2 separate regions of the Anas platyrhynchos genome follow, and region 1 is linked to region 2. A link is a contact called in public Hi-C data. All regions are on one chromosome and are shown on one strand. The core of a region is the stretch at or near the end of the contact, and the rest is flanking DNA. Distances in the headings are between cores, read along the strand shown. Region 1 has its middle 21 kb from the start of EGFL7. Region 2 holds the start of PIERCE1 (piercer of microtubule wall 1).

Region 1 (2,912 bases), core at 324-2,823, 76 kb before region 2:
GCTGCCGAGAAAAGGGATTGAGCCGTGCCCGCCGCATGTGAAAAGCCCCCGCCTGCCTCGTGTTTTATGAAGGAAAATCTCCTTGGGAGAGCAGCCAAACGTTCCCAGCCTCCTGCTGGGTGCTTCAGACGTGTGCGCGGGATGAAGCGAGGGCACGGCTGCCCCGCGGGTGTGGGGGGAGCGCGGGGGGACGGGGATGGGGGCTGCTGGGCTCTGAAAGCCACTGTCGAAGTGTGCTGGAAGACGAGACGGGAAGGATGCTGTGCCACCAAGCACTCAGGAGGGTCCCACGTCCCTGCCACGGTGTGCCATGCTGGGGCTGCCCTGAGGAGGCTATCTATCCATTTTCTCCATTATTATCCCCACATTTCTTCTCTCCTTTTCCTTTCTCTGCTCCTACTGGTCTTCTCCCTCCCCACCACACACAGACCCCTGACCTCTCCTGGACAGCCTCGTGTTTTAGAGACCTTTCAGACCCAGCGACTGTTTCAGACTTAGCCAGGAGACCCCCAGGGCTCCAACCTGCCACATTAAACTCAAATTTGCAGCTTAGATGCAAACATAATGGATGTGGATGCGGGGGCTCCGCTGGCACACAGAGCAAACAAACAGTACCACATGGCAGAGCCTGGAAGAGCAATAACCTCAGCTTCAGCTGGGCTTCGAGGCCAGGAGCTGGAGTTTGCAGCCAGCTCTGCAACAGCAGTGCCCGCAGTGAATTAATCCCACCCGAGTGCAGCTGGATCGGGCACTGCTGTCCTGGGCCACGGTCAGCAGCAGGGCTGCATGCAAGGCTTGGGGAGAAACGGAGGGGAAAAAGGTGTTTGTACTCTGTAGTTGAATAAAAAAGCACACAAAATCAGACAGGGTCGAGCCCAAAGACAGCTTCTCTGCCATGTTTCCTTCTCAGGTTCATTTTGCTAATGTTGTGCTCCACATGAATTAAAAACCTTCCTGTATTTATTGGGGGTTATTTCACATCCATTAAAACCCTTTTTATTTCTTTCTTTCTCTTTAGGCTGGGATCCATTTGTCAGAGAACTTGCCACTTCCAAAAACGCATGCTTCATATCTGACAATGATGAAACAAAACATTTGGCAGATCCAAAATGAAACTTTTTGTTGGCAAAGCCTGGCGCAAAGTATTTCAACATTTGCATTGCATCCATCCTCCCCCTTGCTATGTGAAAGCCTCAATTTGAGCTGCAAACAGAGACAATTTCTGTCGTTTTCCGATGTTGGATTTATTTGTGAGGCCGAGGAGCCCTCTGCTCTGAATCCATGCAGCTCCCACTAGCGTGGCTCTCCCACTCCACCTTTCTGTCACCTGGTGCTGCTGCTCCTCCTTGCTTTGTGAGCTTTCTCTAAGCTTTCCTGAAACGTGAATAGGACAAAAGTGTTGCTGAGGCTTAGAACAACGTCGAAAAAAGCCTCTGAGAGCCCAGCACTCTCCTGCTGCCTCTTGCAGCCCAGGCACTGCAGGTTTGCTGTGGTGGGCACTTTCCATAAGGGAGATCCTTGATGCAAACAGCCCTACCGAGTGCACGAGCAGCCGCGGTGGGGTGTGCTTCTCCTTCCCAAGCATGCCTGGAGCGTGTGGGTGCAGGCAGGCAGCACGTACAGGCAGCTTCCCCTGCCCGGGAGCCGCACGTGTGTCTCTCCCCTTCCCAACTCTTGGTCTTGTTCCTCCTCCCCATCACATCATGGTCTATATTTAGTCCCAGACACAGCAAAACATTTTGCACAACTCCCGCCGAGCGCCTGGCAGGATCAGGGCTGGGATTACTTATGGTAATTCTTCGGGCTGGGAACACCCCGCCAGCGTTAATAACGAGTAACGAGGGCGCTTTCTGCAGCACAAAGATAATTATCCCTGCCACGCTGGGGGCTTCATTAAAGGTCTGCCTCCAGGTGAGCAAGCAGCCTTAGGCCGATGAGAATGATCCAAGGAAAACCTCCCAGGGCTACCAAAGGAGGGCAGGAGGAGGCAGGGGGACCAGCACCCCACCAAGTCGCTCGGAGTCTCCTCTGATCAGCCTGTGTGTCCCCGCGTTGTGCCCGACCTCCTGCATGGCCCTGGGGACGTGGTGGCCTGGTGTGGCAGGCGGGCAGCATCCATGCAGGGTGTCCCGAGACCCCTGCCCCTCATTCCACAGCCCAGGGACCTTCTGGAGAGCGCCTTCTCCCACATCACTCCTTGACACCAGGGGCAGAAGAAAAGGCAGATAAGGGCTCGCATGGAGCCGCTCACTTTCCCTTCACATCAAAGCCCCGTGTTTATCTCTGGGGGCCCGGCTAGGTGCACGGGGCTGCTTGATGGCTCCTTTTGGACAGGCTGGGAGGAGAGGGGTCAGGTTCTGTGTCTCCTGGTCCCTCGGCTGAGGTCGGTGGTTTAAGCACTGAGAGCATTGCCTGCAGCCCTCCTGTTACCACTCTGCCCTTATGTCCCCTGTTGTGAGTGAGCCAGGGTGAGAAGGGACACCACGCTCTGCTCCAGCAGCTCTGGGCAGAATTAAACCTTTTCTCCTCCTTTCAAGGTTGTGGTTGTAAGAGAAGCTCTTTCCTCCTCGTAAGATGGGCTCGTGGGAGGACCCGGGGGCTTCCAGCTCCAGGGGCCCCTCCAGCAGCGGGAGATGGATGGGTTTGGTGCACAGGGCAGGCAGTGGGGGAGAATTCAACACGTTTAGGAGGGGGAAGAAACACAGAAGGGGGTTAAAAGTCAACTTCTTTCCCCATCCTGGCTCCTCAGGGGCAAAGGGAGCTTCCCGAGGTTATCAGCTGGGGTCAGCTGCTGGGGGGAAGGCGACGAGAGGCTGGGGGGCTCAGGGTGCCAGCATGGGGAGCTCTGCTCCCCAACAGCCACCCAGGAAAAGGCACAAACCCATAGAAACACAGAGGGGAGGACCAAAACC
Region 2 (3,065 bases), core at 235-2,734:
TATTTCTGAGCTGGAGACATCCCTCAGCACTGCTCTGCTGAAAGCAGAGCTCTGGGTGCAGGACCAGAGCGATGCTGTGGGTGCAGCACCCATGGGAGCAGAGCAGGACACCCATTTCCAGCTGCTGGGCACAGTCATGTCTGTCCCTCAGCCAGCACGAAGTGGCTCTAATTGTCTTCTTCTTTGCTCTGGAGCTTGTGGAAGACCTCCCTCTGCTTCCTGTAGTCCTTTGCACGAATGATGGTCATCTTGAAGAGCTTGCAGTAGAGCTCCATGGCGCTGGGGCTGTCGTCGTTCCCGGGGATGGGGTAGGTGATGAGGGAGGGGTTACAGTTCGTGTCCACCACCCCCACCGTGGGGATGTTCATCTTGGCGGCATCCCGGATGGCCACGTGGGGCTCGAAGACGTTGTTGAGGCTGCTGAGAAAGATTATGAGGTCGGGCAGGCGGACGCCGGACCCGAATTGGATGTGGGCGTTGGTGAGCAGGCCGCCCTGCCAGTAGCGCGTGTGCGCGTACTCCCCGCACTCCCTTGCCGTGCTCTCGACCAGGTGGCAGAACTGGCGGTTGCGGCTGATGAAGAGGATGATGCCCTTGCGGTAGGCGATGTGGGCGGTGAAGTTGAGGGCCAGCTGGAGATGATCCATCGTCTGGTCCAAGTCGATGATGTCCTGATCCAGGCGGCAGCCGAAGATGTAGGGCTCCATGAACCTGCGGGGGCAGAGGGCGGGCGACACACGGGGCCGTGGGGCTAACATCGAGCAGAAATTCCTGGCCCCACACCCCAACTCCCGGCCGACACCAGGGCTGCTCTCTGCATCCATCCGTGTCTGTCCCACCTGGGTGCAGAGGGGCTGTGGGTCTGACACCGTGCTCAGCTCGGGGTCCCTGCGCTTTTGTAGGGCACGAAACGGGGAAACGGATGGAAAAGGTGGGCTGTGTGAGCTGCCCCAACCCCTGCCTGGCTCAATGCCACCTCCAAAGGCTTGTGTAGACTGCGGACACACTCGTGAAGTGAACAAGTGCCGGATCACGAAGACGGGCAGCACTCACCTATGCCGACAGCCCTTTTTGTGCCCCAGGTGCACCCGGGCGTTGAACAGATCCTTCATGGAGAAGAGCTCCTTCACGTTGAAGAAGTCGGGGTGGCTCAGAGGCTCGCTCAGCAGCCCGTCACCCGCAGCTGCGACAAGGACAAAAACCCCAACCATCGCTCCCGACCTCCCGAGCCGGCAGGGGCAGGAGCAAAGCCCTGGGACAGGGGAAAGGGGCCGGGGCTCGGCAGCACTCACCGGGACCGGGGGACCGGGCGGCTGGGGCCGGGGCTGGGACCGGCACCGGGGCCGGGAGGCTGCTGTAGAGCCGGGGGGCGGCTGCGGGGAGAGAAGGACAGCGGTCACACTGCCGGGCACGGCTCGGTTTAGCCCGGTTTAGCTCGGTTCAGCTCGGTTTAGCACTGCCCGAGCCCTCACCTGCCCGCAGGATCCGCGGCAGCGCCATGATCCGAGCCCGTGGGAGGAAGAGGAAGAGGAGCGGAGCCTTCCGCTTCCACCGCCCCACGCCCCCCCCCGTGCTGCTGCCCCCCTCCGGTCCCTCCTGGTTCCCCCGAACCCCTCCGGTCCCCCCAGGTCCCTCCAGGTCCCCCCCGGTCCCCATGTCCCGTCCGGATGCCCCGGGAGTCCCCGGCTCCCGGTACCCGGTACCCCCGCACCCCGCCGGCTCCCGGTGAGCGCAGCCCCGGCTCCCCCCGGCCCCAAACCCTCCCCGGTTCCCCCCCGTTTTGATGCTCTGTGTCCTCCCCCCCGCAGGCAGCAGCACCCCCTGTACCGGACCAGCAACCAGGCTTATGGCAGCAGAGCCCCCACGGTGCACGAGGTGCCGGTAGGTGCGAGCCCGAGCCGTTCCCCGGGGTCCCGGTGACTCCAACGGGTCTCGTCCACCCCCTTGGGCCTCCCGGGGTGGCTTTTGCCACCCTCCCAAGGCTCGCGAAGCCCCCCCCCCCAGTTCACAAAGCCCCTAGTTTGGTGGAAGGGAGAGCTGGTGCTGGCACACTGAGCTGGAGCATCCCAAGGGTCTGTGGTTAATGACACCACGCTGCCAGTGCTGGGTTCATTTTCTTCTTCCCAGGTCCATGTCCTCCATAAAAGCTTCCAGGCCAAGGCAGAGCAAACCTCCTTCCTGCCACAAAGCAGCCAGGCTAGGAGGTTTTGGTGCCACATCTCAGAGATGGCATTCAGCAGCCACTGGCAGACCCAGCAGCTCTGAACCATCTCAGACCCCCATCCCATGACAATGAACTCCTTGAGATGCCTTGAGATGAAGAACCCTTACAGCTTTGTCCAGATTTGTACAAACTGCAGGTGCTGCTGCTGTTGGCATGTAAATCATCTCCTTCCTCCCGTTTCTCCTTCCCACAGACCACCTTGCACGTCACCTCGCACGCATTTTCGAACACTCTGGCGCAGTGCGGCATGTACAGGGACAACGGGCTCAACACCTACCTGGAGAAGAGCCGCGTCACTGGCCCAGACAACTTCATCACCCCCCATGACACCCTCAACTTCCACCCCAGCTACAACGCCAGGGGGCCGTCGCACTGTTAGAGCTGCAGCACCAGCAGCTACAATGCCAAGCCACTTCAATTTAGTGCTGGCTGCATAGGTAAAAAAAATAAACATCCCCCCCAAAAAACAAGCAGGCAAACAACAGCACTGACCTTACCCTAAATCTGTTGTCACAGCAGAAATGTTGGCTGTGCACAGGGAAGTAAGTGTGTAAGCAAGCTGTATGACATCCACGGTGTTGAGAGAGTCCTAATCTAGTGTTTCGGAGCTTTTGTCTTAATAAAGAAGCACATGCAGGAAAATAACGTTGTTCTGAACTCCCGTGAGTACACAGCAACACTGTGGCTGCTAGCTGGTGTCCCAGGCCATGCTGCTCTGCCACGCAGCTGTTATTTTTGGACAGGCTTTGTTGCTCACCCAATATTGAATCTCCGCTAAGATAAGCAGGGAAGGGGCAATTACTTCTCTCCGATCACTGGAGTCCGTGGCATCAGCATTGTG

The links. Hi-C and Micro-C count contacts between places; a contact is called where the count stands out from the background.
Region 1: a Hi-C map of subcutaneous adipose tissue shows a contact between it and region 2, with 2.3 times the contacts expected there. The contact joins the enhancer-like site here to the promoter of PIERCE1 in region 2. A contact is called at or near these places in 3 of 8 Hi-C or Micro-C datasets (liver, skeletal muscle and subcutaneous adipose tissue).

The regions. Positions count from the first base shown.
Region 1 is chr18:11,347,257-11,350,168 of IASCAAS_PekinDuck_T2T, reverse strand. No RefSeq gene overlaps it. Among named protein-coding and RNA genes, the nearest start is that of EGFL7, 21 kb to the right of the region's middle. Within about 2 kb of position 1,573, at least 5 of the 8 cell types and tissues checked have an H3K27ac peak or open chromatin away from gene starts, as enhancers often do. A contact at or near this core is called in subcutaneous adipose tissue, where this site is marked.
Region 2 is chr18:11,271,405-11,274,469 of IASCAAS_PekinDuck_T2T, reverse strand. It overlaps PIERCE1 (piercer of microtubule wall 1), which reads left to right and starts at 1,484. Exons shown (of 3, transcript XM_038165107.2): 1 at 1,484-1,725; 2 at 1,809-1,881; 3 at 2,418-2,866. The coding sequence starts at 1,499. The coding sequence ends at 2,603. MRPS2 (mitochondrial ribosomal protein S2) reads right to left here and starts at 1,605. Exons shown (of 4, transcript XM_038165106.2): 1 at 1,473-1,605; 2 at 1,293-1,373; 3 at 1,054-1,183; 4 at 1-711. The coding sequence starts at 1,500. The coding sequence ends at 168.